2 separate regions of the Gossypium arboreum genome follow, and region 2 is linked to region 1. The links are chromatin contacts, called in public Hi-C maps. All regions are on one chromosome and are shown on one strand. The core of a region is the stretch at or near the end of the contact, and the rest is flanking DNA. Distances in the headings are between cores, read along the strand shown. Region 1 has its middle 16 kb from the start of LOC108455699. Region 2 has its middle 8.4 kb from the start of LOC108454868.

Region 1 (5,086 bases), core at 1,185-3,684:
AAATATATTAACTTTTTAAAATTATTATTTTATATATTTTTATAATTAAATTTTAATTTAAAATATTTTTATCATTTAAATTAAATTCAAATCAAATTGGACTGACTCAAAATAAAAATTCATTATTCAAGTTGGACTCTAACCATGTCTAGACTATCCAACTAGATAAACTACTCAATCTTTGGAAAAGTTTACTTGGTACTTGGCTATCTTTTGTATATATTCTAATTGCTTTGGGTTTCTCTCGGCCCTATTGTTTTTTGGGCTTTATAAACGTGTCATAACAAAAATAAAATAAAGCTCTCGAAACCCGAAAATCTAACAAATTTATACATTGCTGTCCATGTATCTCCCAAGCATTAACGAGGAGCATGAGTGCAAAAACATATAGATATATGGTAAACTATAGACTTACTCATTATCAAAATTTTCAATTTAGTCACTAATATTTTAGATTATTTATATTTTAGTTATTTTCCGTTAAATGGTTAACATAAGTAAAGATGTAGTTTTTCTAACTAGTATAATAATAAATTTAGTCTTCAATACTTATATATTTTATCAATTTAATTCTAATTCTAAAGAATTCAATAAATTTAATCATTCACATTTAGAAATTCTACCAATTTGATCTTCAAACACATATAGTTAAATATAAGTATAATTATATTTAAATACATATAATTAAATCTTGATAAACTTATAAATAATCTTGTGATTTTGATAAACCCAAAAACTCATAACCTCCCAAAACTCAATCATTCTTAATTTGCTAATAGCATTCTCAACAGAGGAACCAAATTTTTTTCTTATGAAACCTAACAAATAATTAACAAATAAAAAAAGCGAAAAAGCTTCCTATAAGCCTTTTTTAAATCATCATATCTTACATTCTTGTCAACTTTAAGAATCGTACAATAATTTGTACCCATCTCTAAGCAGAAAATTTATTGTAAAATTTATTTTCATCTAATTTGTTTGCAATTTATTTAGAAAAAGATGTAAATTTTATGGGTTTTCAATTTTCCTAACTTGGGTTTTAGATTTCTTATTATTTTTGTAACATCTTTAATTTTTAGATACATATATTTTTTGAATTTATAATTTCTTTTATATTTTAAAAAACTATATAATTTTTATATAAAACTACTTTTAAAATTTTAATTATTTTTATAAAAAATAGATTATGGCATCACCAATGCTATGCGTCACAACTTAAGAGTTCCATTTGTCTTATATTTAATACCATTACAAAAAGTACCAAAACTCTTGATGAATGAAAATTCGGTACAAACTTAGGACAAAAAAAATGTACGAACTTAGGAGAATGTGATAGTTCGAGGCTAAATGCATATTTGAGCATTATAATTATAATTAAAATAAACACATAACATTATTTATAAAAGAATATATAAATAATTTTTATTTTGTATTTTTTCATAGTATATAATTTATATTTAATTATATGTTTTAGGATCAAATTGATAGAATTTGTAAATGTGGTGGGTTAAATTTATTAAGTTATTTAGAATTAAGATCAAATTGATAGAATGTGTATGTATTGAAGATTAAATGTGTTATTATTCCAATTAGAAAAAGGTCATGTCATCACTTTTGTTAACCATTTAACGAAGAGTGATCAAAATAGAAATGATATAAAACGGGAGTGACCAAAATACAAATAATCTAAAACATTAGTGACTAAATTAAGAATATTCATAATTTGGTGACTAAAGCAGAAATACACTAATAGTTGAGTAACTAATTCTATAGTTTACCCTTTTCTTTTTGCACATAAACCCTTTCTAACTTTTCTAATTCGCATTCATACTAAGGTTAAGGGCTAATTCTTCATTGTTTTTAGAGTTCTCTAGTCTTGTAAAAAAATATGGTTGAAAGATAAAATGTTTTTTTTTACTATGATAGTGGAAAGTTAAAAATTATTTAAGGTATATGATATTTAAATAATTTAATATAATGATACATGAAATATAAATTTTAAATATCTTTTAATTAATTAATATAAGTTATTTATAAAATTAAAAATACATAAAATATGTTTTAAACTTAAACATAATAAATTATATTTAAATAAAATAATATATTAAATATAAATAAATCTATTTTATAAACCTTTTCAATAATTAATATAAATAAATATTTTGATAATTTTCACTTTCATTGCTTTTGTTGGAAAATACACTTTCAAAACTACAAATGCAATGAAAAACGAGAACTAAGTAAAAGAGGGGCCCCTGAAATGAATGAAGTATTGGGCTTAGTTAGTTTACTGAACCGGAATGAGGTAATGGGTGATGGGCAATGTGAGAGTTTGAGAAATGGGCACTGCAAAATGATGTTGCGATGGGCTTCGTAACGGATACTAATGATAATGTGGTGGAAGTATGCTTGGTGGTAGGTGGGCCTTTGAAACCAACAATTGTCAAATTTAGAAAATAGCCTTGATCCAAGTTTTGTAGTATCCGATGAGGGTTGTACAGTTCCTCACAATGCAAAATTATTATTTGGTAAAATATTGGGGTTTCGTTGATAATTACGAGTAAAAGATAGTAAGTAATAAAAAGAGTTCCTTTCTATCCATTTTGAAAAATAGGAAATTCATTGGATCAATTTTGAAGAATTATTCGAGAGTTGAACTAGATATATGACTCTAGTGGGTGGCATTCGTTGGAGGTCTCTTTAGCCACTAAGTGCTATTCTCTAGTCCTAAGTTTTCAGAGTTTTGTATTACATAAAATGATTATTTAAGAGATTAAGTTTTTATTTATTTATTATATTAGAGTTTCGACTATATAAGATTTATAAAACTGAATATTTAATTAGTTTTAAAAGTGTTTAATTTCTTATTTTTCTTTAAATAAGGTTAGATTAAAATGTTAATGTAAAATTTTATATTATTTTCTTCGAAGTTTATATTTATTTTAAACTTTATAATGTGAAAGACCTTAGAATGATAATTGCTAGAAAAATATAGTGGCAGAAAAAGTGTTGCGAGCAGTGCCAACTATTTCAAGCACTAATGAAGAACAAAGATGAAAACTACAATATGTTTACGCAGTTCGGTTTCCTTACGTTTTCAGGACCTTGCCAAAGAGATAACCCATTATCTTAACACCTTGTACAATAAGCGATTACAAATTCTAACACTCTCCAATTTAGCAAACTCACTTTTTCACTTAAGATCTAGATCACTCTTAGGCTAAAAATAAGTAATTCACATGTTTTCACACTCAATGCACTAACAAATATAAGTTCCTTTCTAAACAGAGACGTGCTAAAAATCTTAGTACAGAACCTATACAATCTCAAATCTCAAGTATTTAAATTAGTTTTGGTTTACTAACATACTAGATCATTTATAATCAATCTTCCCATCAATAATGCAAGATAATTAGCATGGAAAATATATTCAGTAAATTTAGGATAAGTCTTCAAATCTTCAGGTTATGTCACACCTAGTTCCCTCTATGTCCGAAAATTAAGAAATAATTGAAGGGTTAAATTGAAAGAAGCCATAAACTGGTAGTCTCTACTGGAAAATCAGGAAAAGTTAGGAACAAAATTGGACAAGGTTGAGATCCAATTCTAGTTCGATCGAATTAGAACCAACTGGTCCCTTAGTAAGAGACAAAATGATTGCCAATGGATGGTTTCTAAACAATTGAAAATCGTGAAGAAAGAGTTATAAATAGCTGGGAAATGACTTCCCAAAGAGACTTCTTCTCAAATCTGTTTCATTTTTTTCTCTTATTCATCTTTTTCCTTGGTTGATCCGAAGAAATAGTTAGGGGAAGCTCTGCATGGAACAATGATCATCAGGTTCAAATACGAAAGGTAAAGAATCCAGCAAGCTGCTTCCAGAAGAGTGGAAGCTCTTGTTAGTACAAAACTTCGGTGAGGAAAATTTCGAACACACGAACAGAACCCGAATAGAAGAAGAAATAGGACAAGGCTCCAAGGCGTGTATTAAGCCACTATCTTTAAGGTTATATTTGCCCCCACTTATCTTCGGTGTGCAAATGAGTTCCAAGCAAATTAACCTCGACGATACAATGAAGCCAATGACTATTTGCGTTTTGTACTGACGAGAATAGTCCACTACACATTGAGCAATATATGACAAGAAACTCAATTTCTATAAAGGATTTTTGTAGTAATACTTTATAAAATAATCTAATAATATTAGAAAAGCGAAGGAAGGAAAGAAAGAATCTTAGAATTTGATGGTATGATTTCCAAATGAAATCTCATTCCTATTTATAGGAATTTTCATGTCTCTTCATAGAGACATCTTTCATCAATAGGTGTCTTTCTGAATAATAATATATTTAGAATTATTCATTTAATTATAAATATTCAAATAAAATTATTTAAATAGTTATAATTCTTTTCAAAAATCAAACAATATAATCTTTTGATTAATTACACCTATTCATTTATAGTTATTGGAACACTATAAATATTTGAAAATGTTCCAACAATCTCCCCCCATTTTCAAAATATTTTAGATTTTGATATTCTTGAAAATCAATTTGCATAAATGAAAGGTATCTTACGGTTGAACCTTCACTTAGTGAAAACATGTTAAAGTTAATCGAAATTGCATGGTAGACTAAGCTTTGAACCAACTATTTCATTTGATTAACTGAATACATCTCACACAATGATTTCAACATCAGTCAATGCATAGTGTCTAGGGACACTATTATGGCCATGTGTCTGTGTCCTCTTTTCATGAGTGCTATCAGAACCAAGCCCTTGAGCTCCTAGAAGCGGTCATACTTCCACTCACATAGGTAGATCCCATCAAGAGTGTTCCCGTAATTATAACACTCTAACATTTTATGTTATGGGTCCATTAATAGTACATTACTCATCATTCCCTTATCATTACGGGAACCTAGCACTTTAATCTTAGGATGGATTTATTTACAGTCCTAACAGTCACATACTAATGATGTACTTTATCTTATTAAACTCAAGACTTGATGTTATACCAAGCATTGAGTCAAGTTTCCATCATGGGTGACTCTAATTAATGGGCTTGAGTCCCATCCCTTTTGAG
Region 2 (5,086 bases), core at 1,243-3,742, 180 kb before region 1:
TTAAAGACCATAAAATATTTTTTTCTCAAGCAACTGACCTACACTTAGTAGATTTTGATCTATGTCAAGAACTAAAAGAACATATGTGACAAGTTTAGTACCTGATGAGGTTTTAATCAAAACATCTCCCTTTCCTACTATTTCGATGTACTAGCCATTTCCAACTTTCACTTTAGAGTGGAACCTTTTGTCAATGCTCTTGAAGATGCTCACACATGCAGTCATGTGACTTGTACAACTACTGTCAACAAGCCAGTTCTCACTTTCTTTGTTAGAGAGTTCTCATGGTGCTGCGAACTGGGCTTCGCATGAGGGTTCATAAAATTTCACAAACTGGGCTCCGTAGGAGGCTACGAACATAAATTCTTCTTAACTTGCTTCAGCAGTTTGTGCTGGAGTGTTTTGTTGTTGTGCGTGCCCTTTATTCTTGCACACTTTTTCTTCATGGCCAAACTGTTTGCAATTTCTGCATTGGGCATTAGGCTTGAACCAACAAAATTTCTCAAGGTGACCCAACTTCTTGCATTACGAGCACGATTCATATTTTTTCTTTCCACCATTTTTCTTTGACCTTTCCTTCTTACCTGACCAGTTCTATTTTTCCTTTTTTGATTTGAGAAGCTCGAAGCTTCTTTGTTCTTGGCTTGAAAAGCTTCCTCAACGTGCCCTTTTTCTTTGCTCGCGCTTATTTGTTCTTGAGCATACAAAGTATTGATTAGTTCAAAGAGTGAGATGGTTGATAGGTCTCACGAATCCTCCAGTGAATATATCTTTGATTCATGTCTCAGAGGGAGTGAGGTAATCATCTTTTCAACTACTCCATTGTATGAAAACTGGTCCCTTAGCAATCTAATCTGGTTTACTGCTTCTATGATTTGATCTGAATGTTACTTTATATTCCCAACTTCCTTCATTTTAAGGTTTTCAAAATCTCATCTGAGATTTATCAACTACTGCTACCTCGTCTTCTGTGAACCTTGGAACTCTTCCTTGAGCATATCCTGAGCTTGTTTAGGAGTTTCACAAACCATAGTTCTTGTGAAGATTGCATATGAAACGCCATTTTGCAAGTAAGACATTGCCTTGTGCTTTTTTGCACATTCCTCACTATGTTGTCTCATTTGAGGAAGTTTAGGATTTTGTTTCAAAACTAATGGTTTTATTTCATTATTCACTATTTCCCAAAGGTCAAAGGATTGAAGATAAGTTTTCATTTTTACTACCCAAATATGGTAGTTTTCACATGTAAAAATGGAGGTGAAGGTGGAGATTGATGAAGACATTTTTATGGAAACAGGTCCTTAAAGATAAGTGGCTCTAGATACCAATTGTTGGATATTTGATGAAAAAAGAAGTGAAATAGAAGCAAAAAAATAAAAAAAAAATAGAGAAAATCAACTTGTGATTAACTGGTTCATTACTTAAAAAAACTAATACAAAGTTTATATGAACAAGTAAGCTTTAATAAGCTAAGAAAAATAATAAAATAATTACAAATTGGCTAATCTTGGAACTTGATTAATTCAACTTGCTTCTTCATTGGCTGATAAGTCTAATCAGCAACCACAAACATCTTATAAAAAAGTATCATTGTTTTAATGCAACGGTAACTTGTAGAGTAGCTCGCATGTATAAGCTCACCTAACATAGCTTGCACTTTTGGAGACTTCATAGCTTTGATGAGCTCGTAAGTTTGGTGAGCTCGCAGATGTGAGGAGCTAGCACACTTGGCAAGCCTACAGTCTAGTAGAGCTTGCACATTTGTTGTGCTCAGAGTCTTACGATCAGGGTTATTCAATGCATGGATGGTCACTTCGCAACACTCCTCATTGGCCTCTATATTGTGAACCCCAATATCATAATGCAGCTTTTCAAACTTCATCTTCCCAAGAGATTTTGTTAGAATGTTAGCCAACTGATCTTGCAAGCTGCAGAACCAAAGTTACTTCCTTGGCTTTTTCCACTTCTCTCATAAAGTGATACTTGATTTTGAAGTGTTTTGTTTTTCTATAGAACATTGGATTTTTTACAATTGCAATAGCAGATTGATTATCGCACTTAATCTTTGTTGCTTCTTCTTGTTTTAAATTCAAATCATTCAGTAGTTTCCTTAACCAGATAACTTGATTTACAACAATTGTGACTTCAACATACTCAGCTTTAGCAGTTGACTGTGCAACATACTAAGTAATTATAACTTAATAAAATTTAATTTAAAATTAATTTTATATAGATTATATAACATGATATAAATTTAAAGCATTTGTCACTCTCTAAATTCCCTTGTAAAATGTATAAAGACAGTGTACGAAATAATTCTAAAAAAGGAAAAAAAAAACATTGAAACACGTTATTGTGGGGTTGTTAATATTAGTTTCATAACATCTCAAACTGGGCTCCTTCATAAACAGAGCTGAGTAGAACAGCATAATGAATTTGTTGATTATCTGTCTCCTTATCTGGCCCATTACAGTTAATATGTGGACTCAAATTGTTTAGTAAGCTCGGTCTACTATAACCCAAATCGCCTGAACTGGGCTCAAATCATCATTTGGATTGCATTCTTCCATAAAATGAGATTGCGACCGTTTGTGATTAAAATCCCCTTAATTTTATGCCATAAGAAAATACTCATCTGAATTTAAGATGAGTGATACAATCCAATTAAATCGAATGAAGTTAAATTTTTTTGAGTTAATATATTTTATTTTAAAATTTTTCTAAATTCATTCAAATATATTTGTTCAAATTAAATTTAAAAGAAAAATAAAATTATCTTATTAAACTCTTGTTGACAATATTTGAAAACTCTTTTAAAACAAATTCAAACAAAATAAAAGAAAAAAACAAGATAGTATGATAATTTAATTTGATAACTTACTTATTTAAAGAGGAAAATTTATCAATTTTTAAAAATATTATAACTTAGTATTTTTATATATTTTAAAGATTTTTATAATTTTTATTTTAATTATATATATTTTATAAAAATTTGGAAAAATATTTTATATATTTTTTATTTTAGAAGATTATTTTATTTTTAAATTTTTTTAGAGTGATCAATTTGTATATTTTTAAAATTATCAGTAACTCAAGAGATATTTATATCAATTTGTTATTTAAATTATTTAAATTGTAAAATTTAACTCAACTCAAACTCGAAAAATTAAAATATTTACTTAAAATTATTTTTAAAAATAAATACATTTACTTAACTCGAATTTTGAATTTTAAAAATCGAGTAAAACCCTTCGAATGCTAACGTGATTAATCAATCGCATAATAAGGTCTTGGGCGAAGGAGTGTCTGTAGCGGAAATGTTGGTGCGAATGACAATTTCCTAAAACTTTTGCCAGGCTGCTCAATAGGCTAAGGACAATGGATGTGCAGCCAACTTTTATAATATTTTATCAACAAAATATTTTGTATATTATTAAGGATTGATAAGTAATAGTAAAATATTAAAAATATATATTTTAAAAAAAGATAAATTATTTTTTAAATATTATTTGTGAAATAAAGAAATATTATCAAAATATTAAATACTAGAGTAATCTATAAAAATAGTCACTTTTGTTTGTCTCATGTTACATTTTAGTCACTTATGCTTGAAATATTATTTTTTAGTCACCTATGTTATTATTTTGTTACGAAGTGGTCACCCTACCATTAAGTTCCGTTATCTCCCTAACGGTAATCCTATATGGCAATCAAACTAGATTTTAAGTTCCAACTTGGATTTCTAAATGGAATGAAAATAGATTTTTAATTAAATAAATTTAATTAATTAAAATTTTTAAACCCTAAACTTTAACTAAAAAACTATTCATCTCCTCTCTCTTTTTAATTTTTCTTTCGTCTCTTCTGTTTTTAGCTTTTTTTTTTAGTTTACTGGAAAAATTATTATCGAGATCAAAATAGTTGAAATCAAATTGACTGTTTCATAAAGATAGATTCAATGAAGGGTCTAGATATGTCTTCTTTGCATTCCTCTATCTCTTTTATTCAATACGGAAAAACAAAAGATTGAATTTTTTATTGTTTAATGAAAACTCTAAATTAAAATTCTTGATATTTTCTTCGACTTTTTGAAATTGTTTGTGAACATGTATTTTATTTTGCGTTGGTAGACATCCCAAAGAAGAACGCAAAGAATACATATCTGGACCCTCCATTGAATTCATCTTTATGAAGCAGTCAATTTTGATCTTGATAATAGTTTTTCCAATAAAATGAAAAAAAAAACTAAAAACAGAAGAGACGGAAGAAAAAAAAAAGAGAGAGGAAAGGAATAGTTTTTTAGTTAAGGTTTAAGGTTTAAATTTTTTAATTAATTAAATTTATTTAATTAAAAATCTATTTTCTAACCATTTGGAAATCTAATTTGACACTTAAAATTTAGTTGGACTGCTACGTAGAATTACCGTTAAAGAGATAACGGAACTTAACGGTAGAGTGATCACTTCGTAACAAAATAATAACAAAAGTGACTAAAACGTAACATTTCAAACATAAATGACTAAAATGTAACTGAGGCAAATAAAAATGACTATTTTTTATAAATTACCTTAAATACTAACGCAAAGTAATTATAATTAAAAAAATCAAAATTGAGATTCCAAGTGTCGGCAACTACCTTACAATTTTGCATTTGCTAACCAACGCTGATCAAAACCTTTAGCGTTATATATAATCAAATCCATAAAATCAAAATATTTAGTTACATTTAAATTTATATTCTTTTGATTATTGCAATAATAACTATGTAGGGATGAGCAAAATTTGATTCGGTTTGATAAATTTGATAAAAAAATTTAAATTTTGAATTAGATAGTTCGAGTTATTTTAATTATTCGGATCAACTCAAATAAAAAATTAATTTTTTTGTTTAACTTGAATATGAATTACACAATTTGAGTTATCCGAAAATTCGAATAAGAAAAGTCAAAACCACGTCGTTTTAATAAATATTTACCTATTAAGTTAAAAGGCAAAATCACTATATTGTTTATATAGTTAAGTAATCTTGTACTTCGTCTATTAGTTAAATAATCGGTTCATGTAAATGCAACATTGAGTATAAATA

What was found. A called contact is a pair of places that touch in the nucleus more often than the background predicts.
Region 2: a Hi-C map of leaf shows a contact between it and region 1, with 6 times the contacts expected there. The contact joins two enhancer-like sites. A contact is called at or near these places in 2 of 5 Hi-C or Micro-C datasets (both in leaf).

Annotation. Positions count from the first base shown.
Region 1 is chr9:50,137,914-50,142,999 of ASM2569848v2, reverse strand. No RefSeq gene overlaps it. Among protein-coding and RNA genes, the nearest start is that of LOC108455699, 16 kb to the right of the region's middle. Within about 2 kb of position 2,434, at least 1 of the 2 cell types and tissues checked has an H3K27ac peak or open chromatin away from gene starts, as enhancers often do. A contact at or near this core is called in leaf, where this site is marked.
Region 2 is chr9:50,315,692-50,320,777 of ASM2569848v2, reverse strand. No RefSeq gene overlaps it. Among protein-coding and RNA genes, the nearest start is that of LOC108454868, 8.4 kb to the left of the region's middle. Within about 2 kb of position 2,492, at least 2 of the 2 cell types and tissues checked have an H3K27ac peak or open chromatin away from gene starts, as enhancers often do. A contact at or near this core is called in leaf, where this site is marked.